Regions from separate parts of the Mus musculus genome. Here all the other regions are linked to region 2. Evidence: chromatin contacts called from public HiCAR-type and HiChIP or PLAC-seq data. All regions are on one chromosome and are shown on one strand. Each heading gives the region's core, a stretch centred on a gene start, on an enhancer-like site or on the middle of the called end of the contact. The rest is flanking DNA. Distances are from core to core; before and after follow the strand shown. Region 1 overlaps Ror1 (receptor tyrosine kinase-like orphan receptor 1). Region 2 overlaps Ror1 (receptor tyrosine kinase-like orphan receptor 1). Region 3 overlaps Ror1 (receptor tyrosine kinase-like orphan receptor 1).

Region 1 (3,100 bases), core at 554-3,053, 250 kb before region 2:
TCTTGTAGGAACTTCGGAATACAATGAAGCCCCTGTTACCTACCTGGTGGGGCGAGGTAATGGAGCTTCCATTTAATTAACTTGTCTCTATCACGAAAAGCGACCTCATCCCTCCTCCTCAGTCTCCTGGTTCTCAAGGGTTGAGAAAAACCACTGCCCCAGCTTAACAGCCTCACTGGGTGTCTCACATTGGAGGTTATCGTTTTATGTGAGCATGTCTAATGTATGTGTGTGTGTGTGTGTGTGAGAGAGAGAGAGAGAGAGAGAGAGAGAGAGAGAGAGAGAGAGAGGGGGGAGGGAGGGAGGAAGAGAGAGAGAGAGAGAGAGAGGGAGAGGGGGAGGGAGGAAGGGAGAGAGAGGGAGAGAGAGAGGGAGAGAGAGAGAGAGAGGGAGGGAGGGAGAGAGAGAGGGAGGGAGAGAGAAAGAGAGGGAGAGGGAGGGAGAGAGGGAGGGAAAGAGAGAGAGAGAAGGAGGGAGGGAGGGAGAGAGGGAGGGAGGGAGGGAGGGAGAGGGAGAGAGAGGCTCTTTGGGAATTTGTATTTCTCCTGAACTTTTGAGTTGAGAAGGCTGTCCACACATACTTACTGACTCCATATTAACATCTACACTTTCTGAACGAGTCTTGGTGTCAGAGGCCAGGTGACCTTCGGGACTCCGCCTCTCCTGTCCCGGCTGCTCATCCCATTTCTTCAAGCACTGCACACATTGAGACTAAGACAGCTCTGTTTTAGCTGTGACCCAACGCTAGCAACCTGTATACAGGGGTTGGGATGGTTTCTGGACTCTGTCTTCCATGTTCTGTAGTTCAATCTGCTGCTTTCTTCTTAGTACTAATGCTTGTTAGAAATGATGCGAACGAATGAATTCCTTGCTGTGTGCCTCTTTCTCCTTTAGCCCACATGTTTTCCTTGTTGTCTGGTCTCTCCCCCACTTAGTATGGGATGGAAGCTAGGGTCTTTTCCCCTCATCCCGGGCAAGCACTCTACCATTGGATACTCCAACCCCTCTCTGCCATTCTTAATTTATTCCTCTTTCTAGATTGACACTGGTGTTCTGATCGCCTAGTATGACCTTCATACTGAGTTTTCATTTTGTCTCATGTAAAACTGAGGTCTGCTCAAAATGTGTGCTTATTTTATACCCTTACAAACCGACGATGGGATGTTTATCACCATCCCGCAGGGGAAGGGATTAGGTCTAGACGTGTGATTTATAAAAGATCACAAAGTTCTGGGACCTAAACTTAGTCATTATGTCCAACCCCCTCTGCTGTGTGAGAATTGCCATCCCACTCCATATGGCTTCCCTAGCCTCCTAGACCCTTCTAGAATACTGGTTTCTGAGGTTGTATTGTATTAGCTTTCTGTCCTATGCCATTCTTCAGAGTGTTTCAAAGCCCACTCCCTGTACCAGCATATGCTTTGTGTGTGTGTGGGGGGGGGTATGGGGTGGAGAGGGGGAGGGAGAGCAATAACAAAGAGCAAGGAAGCGAATGGAGTGGGAGGGGGCCATGAACCGAGAGAAGTTGTCCCAGGCTTTGCTTTCTCTTGGTGATGAGGTGACCAATCCCTCACATCTGTGCTCAACTCCCCTCCCTCAGCATCAGGCTTATTTCAACTAAGCCAGTGCACCTTCCCTCTGTAATTCATGTTGGGGGTTTTCCTCCCAGCCACCTGCATAGTGTCTAGCTTTCTCTCTTTCTCTCTCTGGCTTGCTCTCAAGGCCACGAGTCTGTTCTTTGTGTACTGTTCTTGATAACCCTTCCCAGGATTTAATGTCATTAAAGATGCTGTTCATCAGCCTGCCTTTGTCTGAGATGTCTGTGTTGGCAAGCAGGCAGATAGAAGTAGCAGTGTGCTCCCCAGCCAGATGCAGGGTAGCTGGGGCGGGGGCACTCAACCGAAGCGCATTCCTACCATTACTTGGCAAAGAAACAGCCCCTGAGATTACTGGGGTAATCCTTACTTCAGACCTGGACTCATCAGTCGAATCCAGGGCTTCACTCTTGAAAAGGACCTTAAAATCAGCTGCTCTACTTTGAAACTTGAGGGAAGCATGGAAACAGATAAAGGACATAATTTAAGGTTTTAGGATGTTAAGACTTCCAGGGACTTGAGACAGTGATACATAGCCTTGTTCTCCCATTCACCAAGGCAAGAATCGATGCCTACACACACACACTCAAGCAGCACAGCATCTTGTGAGTGACTCTTCTCTAATGTCCTGCCTACAGCCCAAGGAGGGTGACATCAGTTACTAGGGTGGATCTGTAGATTCTCCTGGACACTATGGAAAATTCCCACTATCCTGTCCAAGCTAGCTTCCTACTGCCTCTGGTCAAACCCTCTGCTAATATCCTCTTTGTCCTCACTGCCCTGCGTGACTGCTACTTAACCAGTGATGTCTACCTCCTCTGGAGCAGGTAGCAGTAAGCCCTGAGAGGGAAGGAAATGGGAAGGAATGGAGTGAGGCGCTAGGGTGGATGGTCTGGATTTTCGCTTATGCCTTTTGAGTGGTTTTAACTTTGCAGTGGGGACAGGACTTGGGGACTTTACCCCTCTCAGGGGAAGGGGAGAAACCATGCTTTTCTTTCCACTCTCTTAGTAGCATGTGTGAGAGTTCATGTACCTGACAGTACAGTTAAAAAAACTTGTCTTCCCTATGAGGCTAGGTTTAGACAATCCTATATCAGTTGAAAGGCACTACCATCCTTTAGTAGCTTGGTAATTCAAGTTCTAATATGTGAATTCCAGCAGTCAAGGGACCATGTTAACTAAACCACTAATCTACAGCGGCCCAGGTTCTGTTTCTGCATCCCTTTGCAGTTTCTCATAGGCCTCCGAGGCCTTCACTCATACCAACTTTAACTACAGGTTCAAAGTCCCATGGCTAGCTAGCATGTGGGATGTGGAGAAATAAAAGAGGGTGTCTTCACACCCTACCATTGGTAAGGACTCATGGAAAGGACAGCTTTGGAGTTCCAGTTTTGTGTCCCTCATGTCTGAGATCAATCCTAGGGAGGAGAGAAGATTTGAGGGCTACGTGCTGAAGTGGGCATCAGCAAGAGCTTCGGGACTGACTTAAGTGACAGAGCAATCTG
Region 2 (3,270 bases), core at 182-2,681:
TTTCCAAGGCTTTGCTCTACAAACTATTTCAGGATGAACCTAAGACGTTCAGTTCATCTTCATCTTCAAGTCTAGGGACTTGGTGTAGGAAGCTGCAGAAAATGAGAATCCTGTCTCATGGCTTTTCACTCCTTTGGCGGCTACCCTCAGCCTGCTAGTCTCATAGGAATAGGAAACCTGTAGGTAGCAAAACCTAGCTACATAGCTCTGCTCATGGCCATAGTGAAAGAGAGAGAGTGGGGGGGGGGGGGAGGAAGAAAGAAGGAAGAAAGAGAGAGTGAAGGAAAAAAAGGAAGGAAGAGAGAGAGAAGGAAAGGAAGGAAGGAAGGAAGGAAGGAAGGAAGGAAGGAAGGAAGGAAGGAAGGAAGGAAGGAAGGAAGGAAGGAAGGAAGAGAGAGAAGGAAGGAAAGAGAAACAAACAGAAAAGAAAAATTAAGCACTTAGCAAATGTCTTCCTTTTGAATGAGTGTCCTCTAAGTTTGCCATAAATACATTAGTGACAGCTATGTGCTATCTCTGCAGTCTCAAGGGACTTCTCTAGCAGCCAGTCATGGTAGCTCCCAGCCACTTGAGAGACTGTGGTAGAACTAGTACACCTTCAAAGTGAGGTTGGACAACATATAAAGACCAGTCATAAACAAAATCAATGTGTCTGGGGTCATAGCTCAGTGGCAAGTACTCATTTGGCTTGTATGAGGCCCTAGTTCCATCTCCAGCACTGCTAAATTAACACACAAACAAATAATAAGCTTTTATATTATTTGATGGGGTCATATAGCTTATACCTATAGGGCAAAGAGGCCAGTTATAGCCTGTTTTAAAGGCAAAGGACCATGATGCACAGGTCTTGGCCAGCCTGCCTAGAGAGCACAAGAAGAATATTTTGGTACCCTGTCTTCTAACTTAGAAGTCAAGAAAGGCAAATGGGTGATACGTGGAGACGGGTGTTGACATCAGCCAGAGGGGAAGAACTGGGGTAAAGGTGAACTCACAGATGTAGCAGGCAGTCTTCAGGGGAGCCTACATCTGTTGTTCTACCCTCTGGCTCTGCCCTGTGTCTTGTGCATCCCCATTGAGGAGTGGGATGTCCGTCTTGGATCCTGGTCTCCTGTCCTATGACTTGTGGCACTACAGCTTTCTTGTCATTGCCTGGCGTCCCCTGTCTTCAAGATAAAATCACTTCCCTTGTTCACTTATTATTTTAATTTAAAAGTAGCAAAAATCTTATGGCCTTTTTTTTTTTTAAAGTTTTAACGGTCAGAGAGAGGTAAAGTGTCTGTTGATGCTTGCTTCGGAGTTCTTTGGAGTGGCTGGTCTCCAGTCTTTTGGTCTGTGGCTTGCTCTGGCTTCTTGAAGATAGACAGGACAAGTTGTACCCAGTGAGGAGCCAGGAAACCCTCCCATCCTCCCTCCTAGCCATACTAGCTTCCTACCCTGTGGATCTCCTAATTGACATGTCAGTTGGTGTGGATCTTGTGGCTAATGTGCGCACGCCTTTGTAGCAAATGGAGCAGAAATAATCTGCACTTAGAAAAACAAAACAAAACAAAACTGTAGCGCATGTGCCCAGATTTCCAGCTTGCTTCCTCTTCCCTCACAGGGCTACATCATCTTCCAGCACACCACCAGCTGCAAAAATAAAAGTTCTTTCCCATATTTAAGGATGATTTTTGCGCTTCAGGATGATTTTCTGGGGGTGTAGGAAACTTGACCAACGTGACCAACAGATGTTTTAAGGGATGTTTGAAAACTGAATTTATAAAAAAAAAAAAAAAAAGTCTGTAAATGTAGTCTTCATTATATGGTGCCCAACTGCGCCCCCTTGTGACCATTTAGAGCATTGCAAAGCCAGAGTGAGTAGTGTGTGAGGGTAGTTCTGTTCTAAGAATCATTGTGCTTTGTTTTTAGAGATGAGTATGAAGAAGATGGATTCTGTCAGCCGTACCGAGGCATTGCATGTGCACGATTTATTGGCAACCGCACTGTGTATATGGAGTCTTTGCATATGCAGGGGGAAATAGAAAATCAGATCACAGGTAGGTAACATCAAAGAAGTGATACTTAGCCTTCCTTAACTATTTTTTTTTCTTGCCAGGAGTTTTTCTGGGCTTCTTTCCTGACAGAGAATTAGGCTAAGCTTAGGGTTGGGAGTGGGACCATAAAGAGGCATAAGATGTGATCTCTGTGCTCTGGAATTTACATTAAAATAATTTATTAGAGGTTAGCCTTGGAGGAAAAGGAAGCTTCGAGAAGTCTCACATTCGTGCAAACACTCAATAAATATTCCTGAGTGCTTTCGGTACCCTGGGACCAGACTGGACACTCGGGACTATGAGGGCGTGAAGGAGCCAGGTGTGTCTCTACCCTCACAGAGCTTGCGTTTGGAGGCAGCATGGTGTAGACTAGAACAAACAAGGACTAGAACATTGATCCCAGAGCTGTTGTTACAGAGACAACATCAAGAGACTTGCTGTTCTCCATGAGCCCCAAAGTGAAACACTTCCTAACAAGACTGGGGGGAGGGGCAGGCCATCATGCACCACTTTGACTTGAAGATTTTAGGAGACATATGGACCAATCCAGGACAGAAATATGGGAGAGAGAAAGGGCCAGAAACTCTGTTCTCTGAGCAACTTGACAGAACTGAGAAGCAGCTGAGGGGAACTGTTGAACCAAAACATGGACAGGAAGTGGAGTGGCTTTTGCTGAAGCCCTCAGGGGTGGGGGGCTGCGGGGGTGGAGGTTGAAAACAAGAGTAGACACAGGCTGGACAGAGAGGGGCCACTGAGCCCAGGGTTTCTACCCAGTATAAGAGCGTTTGGACACACTTTAAAATAAGGATACACATTAAATAAATGGCATTCTGATATAAATATTTGGTAAACAATGTATAATAGCCCTCTCTTGCACATGTTCCATGGGTATCAGCTTGCTGGAAAGTATTATAGTTCCATTTTGTTTTTGGAAAACTCATTTCATTCTTTTTGACCCAACGTTTCCCAGACTTGTTAGCCTCTGTGGCCCTTCTCAGAAGCCCTTGATAAACTGTGGGATTAATGGTCCCAAGGAACTCAGTTTGTGAAACAATGTAACCAGCCTCTTGGGGGGCCTACAGGGCTGGTGCACTTCTGGGATAGATGCCCTGCAGTGTAAGATTTGGCTAACAGACCCTGAGATCCCACAACACATACTGGGACAATGCCCTGTGCAGTGTGAGGTTAGGCTAACAGACCCCAAGATATGGAGATGCACACTGGGACAACTGAACTG
Region 3 (3,077 bases), core at 164-2,663, 230 kb before region 2:
CTTGTGTCCATAAAGCTTTGAGTAAGAGACTTTAGACTATTTTTTAAAAAATGGTTTGTAGTTATTAATGTTTTCAAATCCTGGTTGGATTTTAAAGGTAGGTTAAACTGCTAAAGTGAATATAAATTAAAACCAGTTAGACAGAGGAGTTCCTACCCCATTCTGTCTTTGGTGTGCCTAGAATTCCATAAATTTTATGGGTTTCAAACCCCTTGCCTTGTTTTGAATGTTTCTAATAAGAAGGAGTGAAGTGGCTTACACCTCTTGAGACATACAACTGTTACTGAGGAATGCCACTTGGCACCCACAGAAAGAGAACACTAGTCCGTTGATTCATAAAAAATGTGTGGCTGATTTTCCTGGGACATGTGCATTATTTTCACAGAAAAATTTCATTTTTCATTCCTTCCTACCCTGTGTATTACTTACACACGTTTGCAATTCATCAACTCTGATTTCTAACATTTCTGCTCCCTCTTCTCTCTCACTATCTCCAGCTGGCTACCTACAGAGAAAAAGATCACATAGAAGAGGAATTTTCTCTTCTCTTCTCTTCTCTTCTCTTCTCTTCTCTTCTCTTCTCTTCTCTTCTCTTCTCTTCTCTTCTCTTCTCTTCTCTTCTCTTCTCTCCTCTCCTCTCCTCTCCTCTCCTCTCCTCTCCTCTCCTCTCCCCTCCCCTCCCCTCCCCTCCCCTCCCCTCCCCTCCCCTCCCCTCCCCTCCCCTCCCCTCCCCTCCCCTCCCCTCCCCTCCCCTCCCCTCCCCTCCCCTCCCCTCCCCTCCCCTCCCCTCCCCTCTATTCTTCTCTCCTCTCCTCCCCTCCCCTCCCCTCTCCTCTCCTCTCTTCCCCTCTCCTCTCCCCCTCCCCCTCCTCCTCCTCCTCCTTCTGTCTCTCCCTCTCTTTCTTTTCTTTTTCTTTTTTCTTTTTTTTTTTTTTCAAGACAGTGCCTCACTAAGTAGTCCAGGTTGGCCTAGAACTCACTCTATAAACCAGGCTGGCTTTGAATTCAGAGATTCTCCTGCTTGTTGCCTCCCAAGTGCTGGCACTGAAGGAATGCACCACCACTACTCAGACTGGGAATTTTCCTCAATTCCCTTTTTCCTGTATTTAAGAGATAGCGTGAATGTGAGAACCAGTTTTGGTGTATATGTAGATGCTGCAGGGCTACTGGGAAACAAATTGGAAACTGTTCCATGAAAGAGTATGTCTGCCCATAGGGCTGTGCGTACATACATGTGTCCATGCATGTGTGTGCACATGCACACATGTGCTTGTCTCCCCTGACCCCTTTCATTACACTTTCTGAAGTGCTGAGGCTGTGACTTAGGTTGGTTGGACCAATATGAGGTCATGCTGACAGCCCAAGGCTCAATGAGTGAAGATTGAAACGCTCATCCAGCAAGAATTTTGGCTGCTTGTCATTGTCAGAAAGGCTGCCAGCAGAAAGTGAACAGCCAGGCCCGGCTTAGTGAGCAATGGCTTTCCTGCAACAAAAAAAAGTCTGTTTATTTTTCACCTTTGAAAGATCTTCTTAGAAAATCTGGGCTGGGAAGGGATTAGCGTTCACTTTTCTATCCCAGATGCCCGGTTCTCTCTCAGTGCAGATGTGAGGCAGGTGATTTCCCTTTAGATGTCGGGGAAAGTGAAGCAACTGGCAGTTTTGTCTGCATTCAGCCATCGAATCTCAAAGAGGTAGTAGCTTTGCCCTGACTTGAAAGAATTACCCAGGGTGCACAGTGGGAGAATTCTGGGTGGAAAGCCATAGCGATTAAAAATGTCCTTTGGCTTGAGACCTGCATAGTTTGAGATAATGCTTGATGAGGCAGATAGCTTACTTGGTTCCCTCATCTGTGTGATGCAGTGATGCACTGATATGAAGGTACCTGTGTAAAATATAGCACAGGGTAACAGGATAGCATATTTTAACCTGTAATGCCTATTCCTCCTTTGTGTATGAAGGTGTGCTGAAAGGACTGGCCCTAGAAGGGGCGATAAAAGGAGGGAAGACACTCCACAGTTGGGTAAGACATCAGTAGCTCAGAGCCTGGTAGAGGACTTGGAAATCACATCGCTGCATACAGCAGAATATAGGCAACCCCTGTATTTTCCTTTGTGATTTCTATTGAAGACAGTTTTTAGGGGACATTTAGGCTTCACATATAAACCCAAAAACTGATCAGCTCTTTGTTCAGGAGAAACAACTTAGGAAGACATTTTCGAAGAAAACCAATAAATGGATGATGCCCAGGACACTTCCTGTGTGCCATCAAAGTAAGTTCCTCAATGACCTGGTGAGTTTCATAGGAAGACAAAACCAGGCATCTTTAGTGTGGTGCTCAGATGCCCAGGGTGAAACTGGGCTCTTCTCTGGGATAGCAACTGTCTCCCTATTGAGAGCCTGGCTGTCATCATAGGACACCCAGGGCTTTTGGGGCATGTCTCTAGTGAGCTCTTTGGCTCTTTGCTCTATTTGATTCCATCTCTTGCTCCTGTTCACCTGATTCCTGACCTTGCTTAGATACAACCTCAAGCCACCATCTGGTCAGGCACTGTGGCATCAGTGACACTACAATATTACTCTCTCCCTTCTCTGTTAGAATAGACAGTACACCAGCATCTGCCCATGGAGACCCAGAGACATGGAGGTCTGACAGAATGAAGAGCTCGGTGCTCCATAAGAGACCTTGTCTAAAAAAAAATAAAGTGCAGAGCAACTGAGGAAGAAACTCTCATGTGAATTTCTAGTCTCTACATATACCTGAAAAAGTGAGCTCACTTCTCACACAGATGTACCAGGAACTCACAAATACACATACCCTTCTCATCTCCACAAAACCTTTTACTGGTATCATGTGGATGATGCCCAATATCTTCTAGTGTGGTTTGTCAAAGGAAGAGAGTTTATGAGAGAAAGACAGTGGGCTAAGGTAGAAATTAAAGCCCGTGTATATAATTTATGGAGAACTTTAGACACCTAGAGACATAGCCTGTGATGTGAGATGAGGGCTTAAGGTCACAAATGTTGGGGTGCCCTCAAGTTTTGGCAATGTTTCTTCTGTATATTCTGTGGGTCTTGAA

What was found. HiCAR-type assays count read pairs that join an accessible place to other places. HiChIP or PLAC-seq counts read pairs in DNA pulled down with a chosen protein or histone mark.
Region 1: an H3K27ac HiChIP or PLAC-seq map of stem cell-derived neural progenitor cells shows a contact between it and region 2, with 8 times the contacts expected there. The contact joins two enhancer-like sites. A contact is called at or near these places in 1 of 484 Hi-C or Micro-C datasets (the 3T3-L1 cell line), 2 of 115 datasets of contacts at active chromatin or transcription factors (heart atrium and stem cell-derived neural progenitor cells) and 1 of 9 other capture datasets (embryonic stem cells).
Region 3: a contact with region 2 is called in a HiCAR-type map of fibro-adipogenic progenitors, with 5 times the contacts expected there. The contact joins two enhancer-like sites. A contact is called at or near these places in 4 of 484 Hi-C or Micro-C datasets (embryonic fibroblasts, epidermal suprabasal cells, muscle stem cells and 1 more) and 3 of 115 datasets of contacts at active chromatin or transcription factors (astrocytes, extraembryonic endoderm stem cells and fibro-adipogenic progenitors).

What each region holds. Positions count from the first base shown.
Region 1 is chr4:100,153,073-100,156,172 of GRCm38.p6, forward strand. All of the region lies in intron 1 of Ror1 (receptor tyrosine kinase-like orphan receptor 1), which reads left to right. It overlaps Gm12701 (a long non-coding RNA gene), which reads left to right. Exons shown (of 2, transcript XR_867957.2): 2 at 1-253. Among named protein-coding and RNA genes, the nearest start is that of Gm12701, 35 kb to the left of the region's middle. Within about 2 kb of position 1,804, at least 15 of the 459 cell types and tissues checked have an H3K27ac peak or open chromatin away from gene starts, as enhancers often do. A contact at or near this core is called in stem cell-derived neural progenitor cells, where this site is marked.
Region 2 is chr4:100,405,905-100,409,174 of GRCm38.p6, forward strand. It overlaps Ror1 (receptor tyrosine kinase-like orphan receptor 1), which reads left to right. Exons shown (of 9, transcript NM_013845.5): 5 at 1,909-2,036. Among named protein-coding and RNA genes, the nearest start is that of Gm35760, 14 kb to the left of the region's middle. Within about 2 kb of position 1,432, at least 28 of the 459 cell types and tissues checked have an H3K27ac peak or open chromatin away from gene starts, as enhancers often do. A contact at or near this core is called in fibro-adipogenic progenitors, muscle stem cells and stem cell-derived neural progenitor cells, where this site is marked.
Region 3 is chr4:100,180,473-100,183,549 of GRCm38.p6, forward strand. The region is part of intron 1 of Ror1 (receptor tyrosine kinase-like orphan receptor 1); the gene reads left to right. Among named protein-coding and RNA genes, the nearest start is that of Gm12701, 62 kb to the left of the region's middle. Within about 2 kb of position 1,414, at least 25 of the 459 cell types and tissues checked have an H3K27ac peak or open chromatin away from gene starts, as enhancers often do. A contact at or near this core is called in fibro-adipogenic progenitors and muscle stem cells, where this site is marked.